Regions from separate parts of the Mus musculus genome. Here region 1 is linked to region 2. A link is a contact called in public Micro-C data. All regions are on one chromosome and are shown on one strand. Each heading gives the region's core, a stretch centred on a gene start, on an enhancer-like site or on the middle of the called end of the contact. The rest is flanking DNA. Distances are from core to core; before and after follow the strand shown. Region 1 holds the start of Gypa (glycophorin A). Region 2 overlaps Otud4 (OTU domain containing 4).

Evidence for each region. Hi-C and Micro-C count contacts between places; a contact is called where the count stands out from the background.
Region 1: a Micro-C map of trophoblast stem cells shows a contact between it and region 2, with 6 times the contacts expected there. The contact joins the promoter of Gypa here to the enhancer-like site in region 2. A contact is called at or near these places in 15 of 39 promoter capture datasets (the 3T3-L1 cell line, the C10 cell line, the HPC-7 cell line and 10 more), 1 of 15 datasets of contacts at CTCF or cohesin (large pre-B cells), 1 of 484 Hi-C or Micro-C datasets (trophoblast stem cells), 4 of 115 datasets of contacts at active chromatin or transcription factors (acute myeloid leukemia, embryonic basal ganglia, embryonic midbrain and 1 more) and 3 of 9 other capture datasets (embryonic stem cells, liver and macrophages).

Annotation. Positions count from the first base shown.
Region 1 is chr8:80,489,102-80,496,582 of GRCm38.p6, forward strand. It overlaps Gypa (glycophorin A), which reads left to right and starts at 4,944. Exons shown (of 8, transcript NM_010369.3): 1 at 4,944-4,986; 2 at 7,202-7,282. The coding sequence starts at 4,953. RefSeq lists a cis regulatory region at 4,666-4,848.
Region 2 is chr8:79,675,254-79,681,985 of GRCm38.p6, forward strand. Otud4 (OTU domain containing 4) reads left to right here. Exons shown (of 21, transcript NM_001256033.1): 21 at 1-2,502. It also overlaps the pseudogene Tpd52-ps. Among named protein-coding and RNA genes, the nearest start is that of Abce1, 33 kb to the right of the region's middle. Within about 2 kb of position 3,923, at least 170 of the 459 cell types and tissues checked have an H3K27ac peak or open chromatin away from gene starts, as enhancers often do. A contact at or near this core is called in the HPC-7 cell line, acute myeloid leukemia, hematopoietic stem and progenitor cells and 2 more, where this site is marked.

The DNA of each region.
Region 1 (7,481 bases), core at 3,694-6,193, 810 kb after region 2:
CTTATCACTATGCACTTCTCCATCTGTCCCAGCCAAAGTGAGTCACTTTCACTCTTCTAAATGGTACATAGTTGCCCTGGGCTCCAAGATAAGGCACCTACACAAAGCCCCTTGTCCTGTGCTTTCATGAACAAAGGTCCAGTTCTCATCAGTTTGTCCTTTTCCTGCAGCTACAGAGAATTTGAAATTTTTTTTTGGTTATGTGTGTAACAGCCCTACTGACAGGCTGCCTGGGTTCAGATCTTAGCCCTACCATATTCTGTGGTAATAGTACATGAAACCATGATGAGGAATGAATATTCACCCACGAGAATAAGTAAGCATGGTAAGGAACCAATGCCTTTTCACGAATGTAATGCCCTTGTCAGAAGCAAGAGTGATAGAGTCAACAGAAAGCAAGATAATGAGTAAAACACACACACATAATTAGAGAGGAAACTCACTTTCTTGAGCTTATCTGAATCTCAGGACCTAAGGATAGGCTTACATCTGTTGTTATACTAACCCAACAGTTTCTGTCCCCCTCCCCACCCACCCCCAACACACACACACACACAAACTACCGTAAGAAAGGTAAATCAGAAAGCATTAGGATCTATAGTTTGAGTATTTAATGAAATGTGACTGACCCTTTGGGGCTCATTTTTAAGAAAATTTGTCATTCAAAGTGACTATCAGCTATTTGCCATTGATAATTCTGACACCTAATAAAACTACTTCTCTGGAATTGGCAAATTGTAAGAGTGGAGGGAATAATTATCCTCTAGAAGTGTCTCACACTGGCACCATAGCCACAGTGTGTGTGTGTGTGTGTGTGTGTGTGTGTTTCTGAGTTGAAAAATCCAGTACTCATTCCATAGGTTTCTAGCAGTCTTGACACAGTAAGTATGCTTACTAGTGGTCATTAATAGCAAATGAAACATAATAACAAGGAAAAATATAATAATGTGGGGGAAAAAAACACCTCAGCACAGTTAAAAGTCTGCTGCTCATAACTGGCATACCTGGGGGAGAGGGGAGAAAGACAATACTCGAAAATATTTTAAAAAGTCAGTTTTTTAAATGGCTAAAAGTTATCAGCATACACATTTATGAAGCTAACAGATCTCCAAGGAAATTACCTTCAGGCACATCACAATCTAAAGCAAAACCAAGTCTTGAAAACAGACATCAAAGCCACATAGTATGGGAGCTGGAGGGATTGCTCAGTGATATAGAGCACTTTCCCTTTTGCAGAAGACCCAGGTTTGGTTTGCAGAACCCACATCTGGTGGTTCATAACTCCCTGTAACTTTCGTCCCAGAGGTTTCTATGCCTTGTGGCCTCCAAGGATACCTACTTGTATATCCAGGCCCTGCCAAAGTTTGCTTCCTACTGCTATCCTAAACACTATGAACAAAGGCAACTTCGGGGTGGGACAGGTAAAAGTGGATTAATTTGGCTGACCCATCCCAATCATAGTCTATTTTTGAGAGAAGTGGGGGCATAAACTCAAACAGGAGCAGAGCCTGGATCTATGGAGCTATGGAGGAAATCTGCCTACTGCCTTCCACTCTATGGTTTGCCCGCTTGCTTTCATACAACCTAGAACTACTTGCCCAGGGGTGACACCACCTGAAGTGGGCTGAGCCCTCCCACATCAATCATTAATCAAGGGAATGCTCCCACAAACTTAACTACAGGCCAATTCAATGGAAGCACATTCCCAATAGAGGTTCCCTCTCCCCAGATGACCATAACATGTGTCAAGGTAATAACGTCCTAACCAGCACAGACCCACAAATATACACCTAAAGTAAGAAATGCAGTGAAAGTAAAAACACGCAGTATCTTTGGTGAAGGAACAGCAAGGCCAAGGACCAAGTTTTCAGCAGAAATTATAGAGGCCACAAGGTAAGGTATGAACTGACATTACCTAAAAAAAGACATGAATGTGTCAAGCATCTTATAAAACTGATTAAGATGCAGGGCTGGAATGTTAGATGCTGGAGAGTAGTTACCCCAAACTGTTTATCTCTCAAAGAAGCCCTGTATGCCCACCTCTATGTGTGATATGACGCTCTTGTATTGGGTAAACCCTTTGGGAATGTGTAAGCAAGCACCCAGCTTCCACTGGCCCAAAGGCTTAGAATAAATGCAACTGAGGACTACAGCAGGTTCCCCACTCGGCTAGACCCCACCTACCTCGTGCTTCCACCAACACATTGTACAAAGGCCATGGCTTAAGACTTTCTTTTTTTACTACAAACACTTCATGAGATTGTTTCCACACTGGAATGTGGTATTTGTAGGTAACCTACATATATGCTCCCAGGCTACAGTCACTCATATTTAGGTCTGAAATAATCTCCTATTCCCTTTGAGGTGAGAGAGGTGTCTTTGACTTCAACAAAGAATGCACTTTTAAAGTAACAAAAGAAAATCATAGACACTTACAAATCTGTACAAAGTTAGAGTATCCTTCAAAAACTAAAGAAAAACGAAAAGCATTTAAATCCAGAAACTGAATAAATTCTTCTCTGGGATGTTATCAGAAAACCTTTCTTAAAATATAATGTTGGGACTCTGGAGAAAGAAGGAGGTAGACCTTTCCCTCTTCCTCCACTCTCAACTCCAACTGGACATTCTCCTTCTAACTTCTACAGGAGACCACCAGCAGAGGTCCCTCTTTCATCTCTGCCTCCTCTAATGAATTTCAAAGATCTCCTCTGGCTATCTTATCCCAACACCAAACTCCAATATACAACTATAACCAGAGAAGCAAGTAGACTCACTGCAGACATTCATCTAGCCAACCTCTGTCCTAAATCTAATCCCCAGTCTCATCTCTAATGCTGCAGAGACCACCTGCCATGGCCCTCATTGGATCACACAAATCTTTCCATCCAGAACTCTCTCCCTGGACTCATGGCATTATCTGATGCCCTAGCCCCAGCAGGCATTTCCTGGGAACCCACAGACCACTCAAGCCAAGAAAGCAGGTAGGCTGGCTGTGGATCCTGACCCCTCCCTCCGTTCTTCCCAATCCATCCTCCATTTTCATCCCTGAGTTGAAGCCTGTCAGAACCACAAAGAAGCAAAGACTAATCTGTTTTTTTGTCTCCATTTACTATCCTGTCAAAACCACACACACAAAACAAAACAAAGAATAATCTTGTTTTTTTTCCATTTAATACCCTGTTTTTTAATTGAAGTATACCTCCTTTTGATCAATGATGAATAAATTCATCCTTAAAGAAATCTCACAGCTTCCTATGGGAATAAGCATGGGCTATGTTGCAAACTTGTCCACTCCTTGGCTCTTGCGTCTGCCCCCTTCCTCCCCAAGTGGGTCATTTTGAGTGTCATATGTGTATAATCTTGCGTTTCCTTAAGTTTAAAAAAGCATTTGGATGAAGAAAATAAAACAGGAAGTAGTTTGAACATTCTATAGGAACACAGAGACAAGGTGCGAACTCCCGTGGGAAAAAAAAAACCATAAAAGTCTCGCCCTCCTGTTGAGATCGGCAGGAATCACCTGTAGCAATCATCTGAAGCAGAGGTAGCTGGCAGATACTCGTAGGCAGAAATGAACGGCTAAAACAAGGACGATAGACGTCGGACAGAGCTCAAGGATCCAAACTATTTTCCTCCTCTCCAACATCGTAGCTTGTGTTTCTGCATGGCGCTGCAGTGACTGGCCCAATACTACTTAGAGAAAAGTAGCCAAGCACATACAGAACCAACCTGATGAGATCTCTGTCAGATTGCATGTCTCAAACACAATTGTTTAATCTTCAGACGCTGGCTCAAAATTCTCAAAACACAGTTGTGCTTGCCTGACACATTTGTGGGATGTAAGTCATAGATACGACCTGATGATACTCCTGGACAACGAAGAGGAAGGGAAAGACTTGATGTTTTCTCCAGTTGTGTTTTCTTGTTTTGTTTTGTTTCCACATTTCGTTTCTATTATGCAGAACAGCCACTAGAGGTCGCCACGTGTCTCCATTTCCACACACTCGAATTTTCAACCTGAGAAGCCACCAGCTTTTGCATTTCTTTAAATTCGGGGGCGGGGGGGGAGGGGAGGACGCATCAAGGACACCAGAAAGAACCGCAATTCTCTATTAGCTGGTGGTCAGCTCCCGCTCCGCAGCTTAATAAGGGCTGATTTCCAAAGACTTTCGAATCAAAGCTACTCTTCTCCTATGTCCTGAGCCCAAGCCGGTATCTGCCTGGAGTTTGTCTCCGCTGTGGTCGGGCTTCCTGCTTCTGCTCAGCGCTACACACACTCCCTTTATGCTTTCAGGGTGACTGGGGTTTGCCTGGTCTTGTTTTCTAGCGTTTACTTTTGTTATTTGGGGATTGCCTCACGGTCACTGAGCAACAGAGCATTTTAAAGCATTGTAAAGCACGTAACTGCTTTTATAGCCACACGGACACTGCAGTTCAGTTCGAATTCCACTTTCCTGGAAGATTTCTCCCGACTCACGTTTCTTTCATTACTCTTTGAGCTGTCACGAGCTTGACAGCCTTTCAAACCTCAGAGTTCGCAAACATTGTGTAAAGTTTTCAATGCATGCAGTTCGTACACAAGAAGCCACTTTCTTAAGGGATCATAGGGACCCCCGCATTAGAAACACTCCTACTCTCCAAGTCCAGCGCCTGCCCTGACCTCTGCAGTCTCTATGTCCAGTTGAGTGGTCCTTGGTGCTGCCTTGTGGTGCTCACTTCGTTTACATGAAGTAAATTTAACACAGCAGGCAATTCTTTGGAACAAAGATTTTAATTCCACTCTGGTCCTCGCAGTTATGCAGACCTCTAGTTATCTTTATTAACAGACACTAAATAATGTTGCATCATTTAAATGCTAGCCAATGTGTGTCAACGGATAGAGGCCCCGGGAAGGTGGGCCTGAGAGATACCAGGAGGTAGGCAAGGCCTTCCTAAGGCTGACAGACACTCCCAGTATGACCGAGAGCACAGCTGCTGTGACAACATCAGGTGAGTGAATATTTTCAGCTTGATGATATTTTATTCTCGATGACTTATTTAAACTATGAATTGCCCCAATGCTGGTTTTCTTACTTAACTGAACCAATGACTGAGTAGTACATTCAGTTTCAGTCTGGAGGGTGTGTTTAAATAGGATTCAGCTAGGGACAGGAGTGGCACACTGCAGCCCACAACCATTTGTGCCTGAATAGCAGTTCCCCAGTCTAAGAAATGCCTTTGATTCTAACCCTAGATAGCAGTAAACTTGTATCAAGTGTAAGTAATATCGTTACATAAATAACCATGTTACTTCGCTTGGGGCTATGAAGAGACTTATTTCTAAGCTAAGGTTAACTGGTGAAGGTTAGGGTAGACTTATGCCCTTTCTTTTTCAAAACTAGTATAACCAGTTTCTCCTGCTGAGAGGAGACAAGCTGTCAGCATGAAACTGAGGGGTTTCTCTTTGTGGAACTGTTACTACTGTTACTAAGAAAACAACAACAAAAACAACAATAACCACAAAAACCTTTCTAATTGCTCTATGGCTGGGCTGAATCCAAAGTAATATGTTTTTAAAATAAATTAATATAATTTAATTTAATTTATTAAAATAATTTAATTTATTAAAATAATTAAAATTTTAATTTAATATTTTTAAAATTTTAATCGAAATTTAAATTTTAAAAATTATTAAGATAAATTGATATAATAAAATAAATATAATATAAAATAAAATAAATATAATATAATATAAAATAAAATATTTTAAAGTAGCCTTACTTTTGGCCTCCTGAGGATATTTTAAGCCATGTTCTCTCAAACACAGTGAGTGACTCTGTGTTAGAAACACATAGCCCAGGCGAGGGGGGGGGGAGCATATTTCATCCATGGCACAGCTACGGCCTGAGTCAGGGTGGACAGCAGAGAAGTGCTGAGCTCTCTGTAGGACACTGGGTGAGATTCAGTCTCCCTGGCAGAGGGTATGAGGCAAGCGTTAGGAACACGGGCACAATGTGGGGCCTAGTAAACACAGAAGTGGATGATCACAGTCAGCTATTGGATGGGTCACACGGCCCCCAGTGGAGGAGCTAGAGAAATTACCCAAGGAGCTAAAGGGAACTGCAACCCTATAGGTGGAACAACAATATGAACTAACCAGTACCCGGGAGCTCTTGTCTTTAGCTGCATATGTATCAAAAGATGGCCTAGTCGGCCATCACTGCAAAGAGAGGCCCATTGGACTTGCAAACTTTATATGCCCCAGTACAGGGGAACGCCAGGGCCAAAAAGGGGGAGTGGGTGGGTAGGGGATTGGGGGGGTGGGTATGGGGGACCTTTGGGATAGCATTGAAAATGTAAACGAGGAAAATACCTAATTAAAAAAAGAAGAAGAAAAAAAGAGATTGCTAAAAAAAAAAAAAAGGAACACGGGCACAAGAAACAGAAGTGAATTCAAATCTAAGTCTGGTATACCTGAGGCAAATCATTGGCCCTATCTTGGCCTCATCTATAAAATGCAGGCAATGCTGATACTGATCTCGTAATAACCGCATAAGGGCTGAGCTAAGTACCATTAAAATAGGTGCTCGCTATGGTAGCCATGACTAGCCATAGTAGTACACCATGATGTCTCTGTATCATGTGAGGTCCCTGGCTGCCTTTGTATTTCAGTCCACCCGACTAGAGCTGTGATCAGCAGAACATGTGGATATCAGGTATCTTTGGGTGCTCATTTCACACCCTTTCAATATATAGCCACGGATAGAATGACTGACTGTGTAATATGTTTGGGGTCTCCACAATGTTGCGACAGTGACTTCTTTATAAAGTTTACTTTTATTCCACATCCTCAGAACTTTTTTTCTTTTTTTAAAGAATACCTGTTGCAGCTGGGGAGCATGCTGTGATCCCAGCACTCAGAGGCAGAGGCAGGAGGATCTCTGTGTGTCTGGTCTACATAGCATGACCTGTGTCAAAGCAAAAAGTTAGCGAGATAGCTTTATAACTCAGAGTCCTTGTTCTCTTGCTGAGGCCCTGAGTTCTGTTCCCAGATCCTCCAGAGCAGCTTACAACCATTGCAGCTCCAGTCTTAAGGTGTCTGATGCCTCTTTGGGACTCCACCAGCATTGTGACCTTCTGCCAGACAAATAGTTGACTAATCTTATGCCACTCTGCAGGCTGTGGGAAGCATATTTAGAATAACTTTCCTGATTTTTCTTTACAGGTCATTCTCTTACAACCACCTTCCATATACCTTCAAGTCAACATTACCAAGAAGAGCATTCACCATCATTGTCAGGATCAGGTAGGAGCTATAAAACATAGGTGCATATTACACATTTCCATAGTGAGGAGCACTTGTTGCTCTTGAAAACTAGCGTTTCCAGAACCCACATAGCAGCTCACAGCTGTCTGTAACTCTAGCTCTAGAGGATCTCCTGCCACTGCTGCCTCCCACAGGCACCAGGTACATAAAGGGGTACACACACACACACAGAAGCAAA
Region 2 (6,732 bases), core at 2,673-5,172:
TATTTGTACATATCAATGTGAGAAATCTCCCTTTTTTATGTTGCAATTACCTTGTGATCAGGCAGCTTGAGTGCTATGCAAATAGTAAGTAGTGTAGTGGTGATTTTTCTTTGCATGTTGTGTGTGATATACCTAGCCAGAAATAGATGTGGCTTTTGTTTTGGGGGCAGATTACTTTCAAAAGCAAATACAATTCACTTGAATTTGACAAACTGAAGCAGACAAGTGTTCTGGGTCCTCTGATAATTTGGGGTGTTTGGCTGTCAGCTAGGCTCATGAAGTCCACTGTACTGTAATGATGGTATTTACCTCTGTGCTATTTTAATTACCCTCGCGTCTGTGGAACTGCTGATTTGAGTAGTGATTAGCATTTAGAAATTTTGTAATGTAGAGTTTTAGAGAGAGCACTTTGAAAGATAAACATTTTATTATGATGGTGCTAGGTACAAAATTTATAGCATGGGATGTGAAGAAAAAAAATGAGAACCCATTGAAAGGAAGAAAGGAATTTGTTGTCTGCTTCTAAGCTAGAGTGGTTGTAAAGGTTCTGCTCTGCCAGTGTTCAGTATCAGTGGCTGAATTATGGATAAGAACTGTAGAGAATCTTCTGTTTAGTCCGTGCTTTTTATGTAGAATTGGTTTTATCTAATAGTTTTACTATGGAAATCGCCTTTTGATATTAAAGCCAGATTTTAGAGGTTTGATATGTTTGGTCTCAGGAGCTCAAAAGAAGTAGCTTTTTCCAGTGTCTTTTGTGTTACTGATTTGGGAAATGTTGAAAGATTGGACAGGGAAGAATAGCGCTTGGTGTCCTCATGGTCATTCTGTCTTACCTTAGTGGCTTGACAGTACTTACTATAGCTCCTGAGGGAAGCCAATCAACTTCTGTTTTCCTACCTGACCTGCAGGGCATGATGGATCAGTGATGAAAGAATTGTAGCCTGTGGCACTTTGTTTTGACCTCTGGTATAGAACTCTGACTTTTATAGTTTTAAAATGATCAATCTTTGTATGAAAGTCAGTTTTCTTTCTTTAGGTATCAGAAGATTTTGCCTTATTCTGAGGTCGGACTAGGGCCAAGCAAGCTTTTTCCTTCATATGAGCTGTCATACTGTATTTTGACCTCTTTCTGCACGAAAAAAGAAAGAAAAATGACAGCTGGAAAAAGTCCTTTGTATTGGCACATGATAAATCTTGATGACGGGCTATATTCTGAACAAACGCTTGCACTGACCAAAGCTTGTGTTTAGCGTGTGTTTAGCATAGGTGCTGTAGTTGGAGTGGGCCCCACCTCTGCTCCTTTCAGTGTTCTTGCTGTTCAAGTTATTCCTCTCAGACATCCTCCATTGTCCCACGCACTCCTTGGCAGCAGAATGCTGGCAGCTTGTGACCCTCATGTTTCCTGTAAGTCTGTTTCATGGTAGGGTTCATACCTGCCTCAGCCTGACAGGAGTAGGTTTTCCGCAACCCACTGTGCTGAGACAGTTGATGTGATGCAAACTATTCTTGGAGTGTGTTGTTTTCTTTGGCCCAAGGGTAAACTAAAATACCTGTGAACTGCAAACTTGCTTGTGATTGACTTGGTGCAATACAGTTCCTTTCTAAACGTTTCTGGTTTAGAGAATACTCAGCCATCCTGGAAACTAGCAATATTTATTTTGCCTCATTTACTTTATTTTCAGTTTTAGATGAGGTGAAGGTTTTCTTTCAGTTAGGGTACTTGGCAAGGTCCATTCTAGTGTAGCTGAAGAGGAAGCTATACTATTTTCTGTTTACTGTATTTTGCTCCCTATTTTATGCTTTTTAAAAATCTTTCACAGTGACTCACTTGATTGAGCATATTGATTTGAAAGAGCTAAGATTTTCCTGCTTAATGTCAGCCATTGGCTCTCCTGATAATTGGGACTTTTTGTTTGTTTGTTTTTTGTTGTTTTGTTTTTTTTGTTTCCCCTTTCCCTAAAATTATAAGTTTAGAGAATCCTGTAAGAGGGGTGGGTGCATGTCTTAATGCTGAGAAGCAGCAGCTTTGGGGTTGAATTTACTTGAATGGTTTAAAAAGATTGCATTGTTACAAAGCTAGAAAAAATTTATGTATGAAAAATGATCCTAGCCTTACACTGAGTACAATAATACTTATAAGCATGTGAAGATGTGATCTTTGTGATGTTACTTGTACAAACATATATACATATCTATACATATCTTTTGAAGTGTTGAAAGGAATAGTACTTTATATTCTTTATCATACCACTTTTGTAAGTGTTGAATATATTGCTGTTTATTTTTCTATGTTCTGTTTCGTAGCCTTAAGAAGTGTTTCAAACGATCTGAATGTATAAAACAAGTCAATGCCCTACATGGTGTGATGCTGCATTATATATACAACCGTGTGCATATATTAAATTCTGTTTGTCGAGTCTGCTTGGGATTCTTTGGTCTTTGGGTAACCCAATATATCATATGTAAATCTGAGGATGAATCTTAGTAAACTCTTGAAAATGACATGGTTTCCATGTATGTTTCATGCTGGAAGATACTTACAGTAGAGGCAACTGAAAGTGGGATTCATACCTTATTAGTGCTGGTTCCCTTTTATGTTCTGCACTGCAAAGGTTAGAGCAGTTGATGGAGCTCGTCAGTGGCGGCGTATGTACCGGCAGTGTAAGTGGCTGGACGAGAAAGGCTATGTATGCCCCATCCCTTTCAGTACACTCAAGAGGGATGCAGAAGACCCAGGCTGTGTGTGTGTGTATGTGTGTGTGTATGTGTGTGTGTGTGTGTGTGTGTGTGTGTGTGCGCCCCATCCCTTTCAGTACACTCAAGAGGGATGCAGAAGACCCAGGCTGTGTGTGTGTGTATGTGTGTGTGTGTGTGTGTGTGTGTGTGCGCGTCCCCAGTCCCCAAAAGTTCAGGAAGGTGTTTTCTAAAGACTGAACAAATTGGAAACAGAAATAATGTTATCAGATTAACTGAAGTACTTTGAACCCTGTTTGCATTTTGCAGTCCTGGGAAGTAAAATGCAAACTGCACATTTTAGGCAGGTGGTCTATTTTGAATTATATCCCTGGCCCTGAAAAAAAATTCTTAAGTGCATGTTCATTATTAAGTAATTTTACTCAAGAATAGTCATTTTGCTAATTATGAACTTTTTTAGGGAACTGTTTTTTTCAGAAGTAGAACTGAAAATAACACTTATTCAGGGCAAATACTTGATGTATAGGCAGCAAGCTATATGAGGGTTTTCTTTTTTCAGATTAATTTTTTTCTTAAAGACTATGTATGTGAATGACTGCATGAGTGCAGGTGCCCTTTGAGGCCATTTTCCTAGAGGTGGAATTAAAGGCAAGTAAGTCAGCCTGACATGGGCACTTGCTACAAAGCAAGCATTGTGCTTTGTGCTTTACAGTTTATATCCCTGGCTTGCCTGAAACTCAAATTTCACCTGCCTCTCTGCCTCAGTGCAGGAATTCAAGTCCTGTGCATCTGACCTAATGATACACTTGTGTGGGGGAGGGGGGGTGGGGGGGTGGCGTGTGCCATGTGCACAGTCATATAAATTCTTTTTTTTTTTTTTTTTTTTTTACTGAGACACAGACTTTATTATGATTTTCACATGTAATCAAGCATAGTTTCCATTGCATCCGAGCAGCAACCAGGAATGGCAGCATGTCATTTTGTGACAACCGACACTGTGGCTTTTCAATTCTGGTTTGCAGAAACCTCGATTAAATCTAGCCATGCTCTGAAAAAGGCTTTAGTTCACTCCAAGCTTGGCAGTTAACATTTGGCATGGACACTGGTAAAACCACAATAGAGAAAGAAGTAACAGATACAATCTCATAGGCCATAAACATATACAGCAAAGGAAGCAGGAGTGAGTCAGGAGTGACCACAGTTAACGGGCTTAGCAGAGCCACTGGGAAGCTTTGACTCACAGCCCCGACAGTTGTTAGAGTGGGAACAAATCTACATACAGTACAGCTCAGGCACTAACACACTGAGAACAGGAACTGCCTGTAAGCTCAGTCGTAGTAACGCCTCACAGCCTTCGGAGTTATCAACAATCCCTTAGTATAAGAAATATTCAAGTTGTATTTCTCATAGAACTTTCTGTGCTTCCTAAAGGTGTTAAATGGATTTAATGGAGGCAGTAATTTCCCCTAAGGTGAATTTTTTTTTTTTTTTAGCATTTTTATAGCTGTATAGACCTAAAGATTTTTAGACTTTTGGAATTATCAGTGATGAATGTGGGAACATTCCAACTTACTGTAATATCATATACTTAACTCACAATGTTATTCTCTCAATTTACCTGAAATTAAATTTTAATCTTGTAAAAAAAATGTGTGAGAATGGTATAATAAATAACTGATATGCTCAAATAGATGTAGCTACAAATGACAGTTACCAAGGCAGGAGCAGGACCCACACTCTCCCCACTGGAAGTTTGAGTGTCTGCATGTTTTTAATTTACAGAACTGTAGAACTGCATACACACCTGTCTACTTTAGTCTGGTGTCTTTAGAAACCCAAGATATGGTCCTCATAGAACTGTTTATCCGAGAAAAAAAATGTAGCTGGTAGTTTCTCCTTTGAAAGGAATGAAATAATTCCAAGACTTAATAACCAGAATTTAGAAAAGGACAGTTTGTTAGAAATTGATTAAGTGTACAGAGACCCAAAAACAATGATTCATGTAGATAGTAAAGAAAGATAAAACTAGAATCCAGATGTACAGTGATTTTAAGGAGAAACACAGTAGTTGCCTGCAGGGATCTACCAGAGGCTCTATGATGCTGTTTCCTATACAAAGGGCCTTCCATGCATGCTAACAGTGTTTCCCTGGAGTGGAGGTCAAGTGATTTCACTTTGTTTCATTCATCAACTATTTGGTCAAAGAAATAAGTAAAGCTAAATAAAAGCACATCTGGTGGAAATCCGCAGCCATGAGCGTTGTCAAGATGTGCTTGGCTGTCGCCGGCAGCACCTGCAGTGGGCAGCAGGACACAGGTCGGCAGCTCTGGGGCTGTCTGTTCTGGAGGAGGCTTTGTGGTCATGGCACTGGTAGCGTTGGCTGTGGAATTCAGGACTTCTCCAAAATCGCCGCCAGCAGGCTTGGCTCCTCCTACTTTAGACTTTAAATTTTCAACTTTTTCTTCAAATGACTTGAAAGTTGGGGAGTTTTTCACGTCTTCCAGCTTTTTGGTGATAACTGAGCCAACCGATGAAAATGCAGCGGAGGCCTTCTGTCCAGCTTGCGATAGAGTTTCAGATGTCTTCTTGTATGCATTGGTTGCCGTCACGTCTTTGCCACCCTTTGGCAATGTTCTGCTTGAACTCCTGAAGCGAGGAGATGCCAAGCTTCCGCTTGAGCTCAGCGAGACGCTTCTCTTTTGCGGCCAATACTTGGGACAGAGTCTGGATTTCTTCTTCCACTTTAGTAAGCTCCCGCCCCAGCTCCTCTTGCTCCTCTTCCGTCAGCGTCTCTGGAGCACTGAGCATGGTAACAGCATCCTCTCCTTCCTCGGCCACTGGCTCTGTCTTCAGCAGACCTTGCTCGCCGCGGTCCATGTCTGAGCCACCTCGCTCCCGGCGCTCGACCTGCCGCGCTCCTCCGCGCCTCTCTGTGCTCCGCCCGCGGCCGCCCGCGCAGTCCCCACCCCGGGCGTCGGCGCCGCCCTCCAGGGAGCCGGTCGGTCAAATTCATTTTTCATCCAATATATTTTGGTAATATTCTTTCCAGTTTAATGCAGGTCCTCCCTATATCCCCACTCACCCAAATTCTTGTTCCAAACAAAAACGGAAAAAAATTAAGAGCTGCAGTAACACAAAAATGTCCCTGCCTGGCATGTGGTTGATAGACCAGTGGCACAGTATTGGAGATGACACTTTCCCTTTCCCAGCAGGGGTCAATACCTAATGAGTGCTCCAGAGTCTCTGCACATTGACCAGTTGTGGAGTGTCCCCTAGTTATCCACTGGGAAAAGCCCCACAAGGGGTGGAGCAACGCAGGGATCTGTAGCATTAGGTTATTAGTTGTTTTACTGCTTTTTTCCTTTAGTAGAATAACCAAGTTTCTCCCTAGGTCTCATGATCTGTCAACTCTCAGTTCTTTGCTTTTGCAGTGCCACGTATGGATTCCTCATGGAGTAGACTTTAACTGTAACCAAAATGTGGTAGATGGCTTAGAGAAAGAATATATGCTGCTGAGCCTTAAATTGAGCTGAGTTCAATTCCTGGGATCTGCATGGTGAAAGGAATTCCTGCAATGGCATATGTGTGTGAATACACACGCAAATAAAACAAATGGTTACTCCCATAACATTTGTTCCCCTACTGTACCAGTCACTTTACAGGTGGTCCCTGTTGGAGGTTGTTGGGTTTGCAGCTGATGATGCTACTCTTCTCTGATGGTAATGCAGAGTACCTTCCAGCACCCAGAACACTAGTCAGTAGGGGTGAAGCTTATAGCTGGGCACCAACTCACTTTCTGCATGTTCCTTTTACAGGTGCTATCAGCAATAGAGCCCTTTTTTCCCTCATGTACAGAATAGCCAATAGCAATAGCCTGTGATGTTTGGTAGGGGTATATATGGGGACCCCTTTGGTTTTTGATTATTTTTTGAGACAGTGTTTCTCTGTTTAGCCTTGGTTGCCCTTCAACTTGCTCTGTAGACCAGTCTGGCCTTGAATTCATAGAGCTCTGCCTCCCAAGTGCTGGCATTGAAAACC